Regions from separate parts of the Gasterosteus aculeatus genome. Here region 2 is linked to region 1. Evidence: chromatin contacts called from public Hi-C data. All regions are on one chromosome and are shown on one strand. The core of a region is the stretch at or near the end of the contact, and the rest is flanking DNA. Distances in the headings are between cores, read along the strand shown.

Region 1 (2,747 bases), core at 172-2,671:
CAATGACTCCAGACGTGGTCCTTTGAACACTGTAGCATTGCCTTCTCCTATCTCTCATTACCGGTGAACTGCTCAACCGATTGATCCAATCAATTCAAGCGGATGAACCGTGGCAACTTAGCCCGAACAGGAAAATGACTCAAGGCCTCCCTGCTGCGTTCGCGCACGCTGCCATCACTGCACGCTCCCTGTTGTGATGTGCCGGAGAGGGTGATGGTTGCAACTAGTGCTGGAGCCCCACGAGCCCAGCGCAAATAAACACATTCTGTCATCTCCGTTCTGGAGGGGAATGGCTCCGCGGTGGTCTCCCAACCAAGAGGAGTCTCGGTTCCAACGGCAGCCGGCGCTCGTGGGCCAACAGAAATTGGGTTAAGACACGCTTTAAGTGGAGTGGTGCTTGTGAGGGGGACACGAGGGATCAAGGGACGGGAAAACTGGACAGGCAGCATTGCTCGTGCTGTTTGAGGAATAGGTCGCCTGGATAATGATCTCCACTGCATTCTAACTGGTGGACTGCAAAAGGTGGAATGTCTGACCTGTAAAAAAAATAAAAAAATAAAAATGCACAGAGAGCAGGCAGCACCTCCTCATATGGCACACGGCAAACCACAGGCGTCCATCTAGTAGTATTATGCAATGATGAGGAAAAAAAGACAACAAAGAGCTTTGAGTGAAACTATGCTTGGTGATGCAAAATGAGGGGTTGTGCAATATCTGCATGCATACTGTACAGCTGTGCATTGTGCATCTGGCACGCCGCAGCCTGTAATAAAAAAAAATGTAAAGAGTGCATGTATACACAAACCCACGCACACGCGCGCACACACACACACACACACGATGTGACACATTTCTAGAGGAATTGCCTCTGTGTTCTGCAAAGCGGAGTTGCCCTCACTTCCTAGTTTACTGCTGCTGTCACAGCCCGGCTAACACCCTTCTTACCCCGCTGCCACAAAACTGGGCTGCTTTTTTTTCTGTGTTTTTTTTTCTTTTTCTGCCGCCGCCGCTGAGACCGTGAATTCTTCAATTCTGCCCCCGCTGGTCAGAGGCAGCTCGCCGCGGTAACGCTCTCTCGTTTCAGCGCGGCGTGGACGACGACCACAACAACAACAGAAATAAGACTAACACAGAATAACACACTTACATTTCACCACCCTGTCCGTCGTAGATAACTTCGGCTCATCACTCGGCTTGTTTTCGGACATTTCCATTGTGGAATAATGTTGAGATATAAGCAGACACGAGAGTGGAAGCGGTCCTCTGGAGTCTGTCCGAGAGAAGAGACCCGCAGTGATCTCACTCGGTGCTGTCGGCGGCCAAAAATACTTGCAACAGGGCTACAATTGCGCTGCTGGTGCCGCAGGAGCTGCTCGGTCTGATTTACTGTTACTCTGTATCAAGTTGTGTGAGCGCAGTCTAAAGTGCTGGCCCGCAGGACCCGCCCCCCCCGACGCGCACCGACTCCTCCTATTGGCGGAGAGCGCGCAGGCTGCCACGCATCCACGTCCATTCAATTTTATTAAAGGATTGTTCCCGTGTCACTCCGGTCTGGTGCGAATAACTGGTATGAATACGTTATGATACATGTGTGGCAGGGTGGGTGCAATTTATGCTTGAATGAAGGGATAAAAAAACTATATATATATATATATATATATATATATATATATATATATATATATATATATTATAAACCATGGAAATAGAAAAATAAAAAATAAATGGTATTACACGTGCATGGTGAAGCCTCACCAGAGAGGCTTGGGAAGTGGTAGGACAACAGAATACAACTCATAGATACAGTCATTTTGATTAACCGATCCTACCATCATGATGATGTCCCCCACCTCCTGTACCACCCATTGCAGATGCTGCTTATTTAGGGCCTTGTATAAGCAGGATCTAGTTTGCACCATGTCCCGGTGAAACCATTCGCTTCCCCCCGCTTACGTGGTCCAACCCCTATGTCAACACTACTGGCGTCATCCCGTGCACAAATAGAGTGACGGTTTGGTCACATCATCTGCTATACTCAGGGACGCATGGTAAGCAGCAAACGGTGATATGAGTAACTAAGGAAATGCTGAACGCAGTGAAATATGAGGACAAATGAGTTCTAACCCACTTTGTCGCAGTGAGTCTTAGAGGTCCTGTCCGTAAATGTGCCAGTGACTTGCAAAGTCATGACGCAAAATTAAAAAAAGGTCTGTACATCATGATTGTGTATAAAACACAAGGTGAAAAGTCTACATTTTAAGCTAACTTAAGATATCAAACACAAGTTGGTAAGTGAAGGTTTTGAGGTCAAAATGAAATAGTAAGTAAAGCTAGTCATTTTTTACTTTAACTTAACTGACTTTAAATGTATTTTATTTTCCTTTTTCTGAATGAACCGGTATCGCCCGGAGTTGGCTGGGATGGACTCCAGCCCCCCCGCGACCCTGTGTGCAGGATAAGCGGTTTGACAATGGATGGATGGATGGATGGATGAATGAACCGGGCTTCTGTAGATCACAGACACTCACAAATTCATCTGCATAATTGTAATTCTGCCCTACTTTTTAGACAACGACAATAACGACATCAAAATACCCCAAACACCAAATAAATACTTCTAATCAAACGTCCTCTGAATTTTGAATGTTCCCAGAGGTTGAACCCCTACAGTTGTAGTGAATATTTCTATTTCGATGCTTGAATACTTTTCCTCCAGTGCCACCCTCAGGATAAGAGTTGCTGCTTCA
Region 2 (2,747 bases), core at 163-2,662, 38 kb before region 1:
CTGTCATTCTCAGGATTGGATAAGTGAATAATGTCACAGAAACATCCGGCTCAGCATTTAGGATCTGTGGGCTGAGCACTTTTCATTAGTTAACAGAGAACCAGCAATCCCTCAGGAGGAGGAGGAGGAGGAGGAGGAGGAGAGATGAGCCGGACACAGCAAGGATAATAGTCACGGACACCGTATGATCATTTTTCAGTCCATCTGACACGGACATGGGACCATGAGATGCAATCGCTTACTCCTATCTACTCGCTTTTTACCATCATGAGACGGTTCCTTTGTACACTCCTCTCAAAATCAGAAGGGGTTCGCACAATGACGCAGCAAAAGCGAAATCAAGCAGTCCGCCTGCCGACTTTAAATGGTACAGGTTGCATGTTGGGTATTTCTCTGGTTCAGTGTATATTTAGAGCGTGCCGTATCATAAACACGTGGTCTCTAGGCCTCGCGGACATTGAAGCCACACAGACCACAGAAGGCCCCGCGTGACCTCACCCGTGATTAAGGCACGGTGTGAACGAGGGTACCGAGGAAAGCACGAGGGCAACCCTCCATATATACATTCATATCTGTGCTGTATATAGAAGCCCTGGCCTGTCATGCGTACGCGGGGGCCAGTCGGGTGCCCCGGGTTGGGTGGAAAGCGGACACCGCGGCTGGGTCACCACGGGGGACTTTCCTGCCTCGGTCGAGAATAGCTCATCAAAACCGGCATCCCGAGCAGCGATCACCTCGGCCGTAACACAAAAGGGGTCAGAAAGCATCCCGCTGGGCTGGAGTTGGCCCCAGTGTGTGTGTGTGTGTCTGTGTGTAATCAATGCGTCATGGTAATGCATATAGTGCAGTAACTGTGCAATCAAAGCATTACATTCCACTGCAGTCGCCTCCTTATCCCAGGCTGCACAGACGAACACACACACACATACACAAAAATCTCCTGTAAGGGAACATCATGTACCGTGTAATTATTGTCCTGGTATTATCAATAGCGGCAAAACACCGTGACACACATGCACAATCACACACACACACACACACCACTCAGACGGGGCAGCGGGTCGTGGTGCATGTGCGTGGGGGGCGAGCGCGTGGGCAGGCCTTGCATAAACATCACATTCTGCATAAACATGGTCGGAGCGGTTGATTGAATGCAGCCACGGCAGCCCGGAGGTTGGAAGAGAGGCAGAGGCGGGGGGAGAAGGTCAGCTCCCCCCGCCGTTCCTGCCTTCAAATCGGATTCCCTTTAAAGGAACGGACACACCCGACACCCGTAGGAGCCGCGTGTCCCGACGCCGCGCGTCAGCCACTAGGTGTCTCTGCTGCTCCGGCGGCGGCGAGCAAGGGGTAGCTGAGGCCGAAGCCTGCTGCCACGGTAACACGGATACTGAGCCCGGGGCGCCAGCTCATTCATTATTCAAAAGGGAGTGCCTTGAGCCGGTTGCCCCGGTAACGAGGACTGTTAAGTCGGCTGCGAGGAGAGGGGGAGATTCCCGCTGTCCGCGGTGACTGCATATCTGTCTCTGAGGCCTCTGGTATCAAGTTCCCTGGGATTACTATTCCAGGCCAAGCGTTCCTCGGCCCATTACATTCAGCGCTCCCCTCCATTTCATGTCAGACTCGTGGACGGTGGGGGCTGAATGCAGTCGGGTGGATCGATGAATAAATGCTGAAATTAACTTCTTTTTGAGATAATCGGCCAATGAGACTATTTGTAGTGGCACGGAAAAGTGAAGCCCCCCCCCCCCCCCCCCCCCCATGTTCACACAACCACTTGGTTTGTGTGCAAGAACCTTGATTTGTTTGAGAAATGACAACAAGTAGATGAGGACCTCAAAATGATGCTTATATCTGCACTCCAGACGCCATTTAATAGCCTTTTCTGGAGCTTTCAACCACATCTCATGCTGCTCTCCAGTGTTTGCTCAGTTGATGTGGATATGCCGGAGACCAAAATAAAGTAAGCCTTAGATTTGAATATATACAAAGAGAAACGGAACCATGAGTCAGGTAAATAAGCAATAATTGATGAAATCGCAACAATGCCCAATCCTACGCACTGCACTCGACAATGACCCATAACTGGCCACATGTTATACCGAGATCAGATGCGGACCAAGTCGAGCCTGTACGGCGTGTCGTTGTTATTATTTCATGTTTAATCCCGCATGTTTACAGGAAACTGAAGGGAAGCCCACTAATGACCAGAGTGATAACAGATGGGTGGGCATCTGAGCCAGGGAAACTCTTCTCCCCGTGACGGGGGTGGGGGTAGGGGTGGGAGGAGGGGGAATGAATTCCCTGCCGCGTTGGCGTCATCACCCGTAGCTTCCTTCCTGCTATTTATTCCAGCAGCGCGTCAAAAGCGAACTATGTCCAGTTTGACCTGCGAGTGAACTAGAGGGACGTCCCGACCCCGTCACAGCTTCAGCCTCCAAAAAAACAAAAAAAACATCAACAAATGCATTTGGGTTCCCACTCCATCAGTCCTGTTTCCAGCTCCCCGTCAGGAACGCAAGGGAGGAACTGGACATTTATGTGGTTGTATAAGATTTTAACAGGTGTGGGGTTGAATCCAACCCAAACGATCCCTTTATAAAAATAAAAAAAGACACAGCGCTGCAAGTTCAGTTGTTGGCTTTCAGAGCGAGTCAATAATAATGCAGCACAAAGCATTACGTTCATACAAAACCGCAAGCAATCGCCAAAGTGTGCAGTTGCAAACCACAGGCCGCTGTTCCCCTCTT

What was found. Hi-C and Micro-C count contacts between places; a contact is called where the count stands out from the background.
Region 2: a contact with region 1 is called in a Hi-C map of skeletal muscle, with 6 times the contacts expected there. The contact joins the enhancer-like site here to the promoter of LOC120821676 in region 1. A contact is called at or near these places in 3 of 6 Hi-C or Micro-C datasets (skeletal muscle and whole body).

What each region holds. Positions count from the first base shown.
Region 1 is chr7:8,199,458-8,202,204 of fGasAcu3.hap1.1, reverse strand. LOC120821676 (protein phosphatase 3 catalytic subunit alpha) reads right to left here and starts at 1,421. Exons shown (of 13, transcript XM_040180538.2): 1 at 1,148-1,421. The coding sequence starts at 1,214.
Region 2 is chr7:8,237,801-8,240,547 of fGasAcu3.hap1.1, reverse strand. The region is part of intron 8 of LOC120821676 (protein phosphatase 3 catalytic subunit alpha); the gene reads right to left. Among protein-coding and RNA genes, the nearest start is that of LOC120822518, 14 kb to the left of the region's middle. Within about 2 kb of position 1,412, at least 3 of the 9 cell types and tissues checked have open chromatin away from gene starts, as enhancers often do.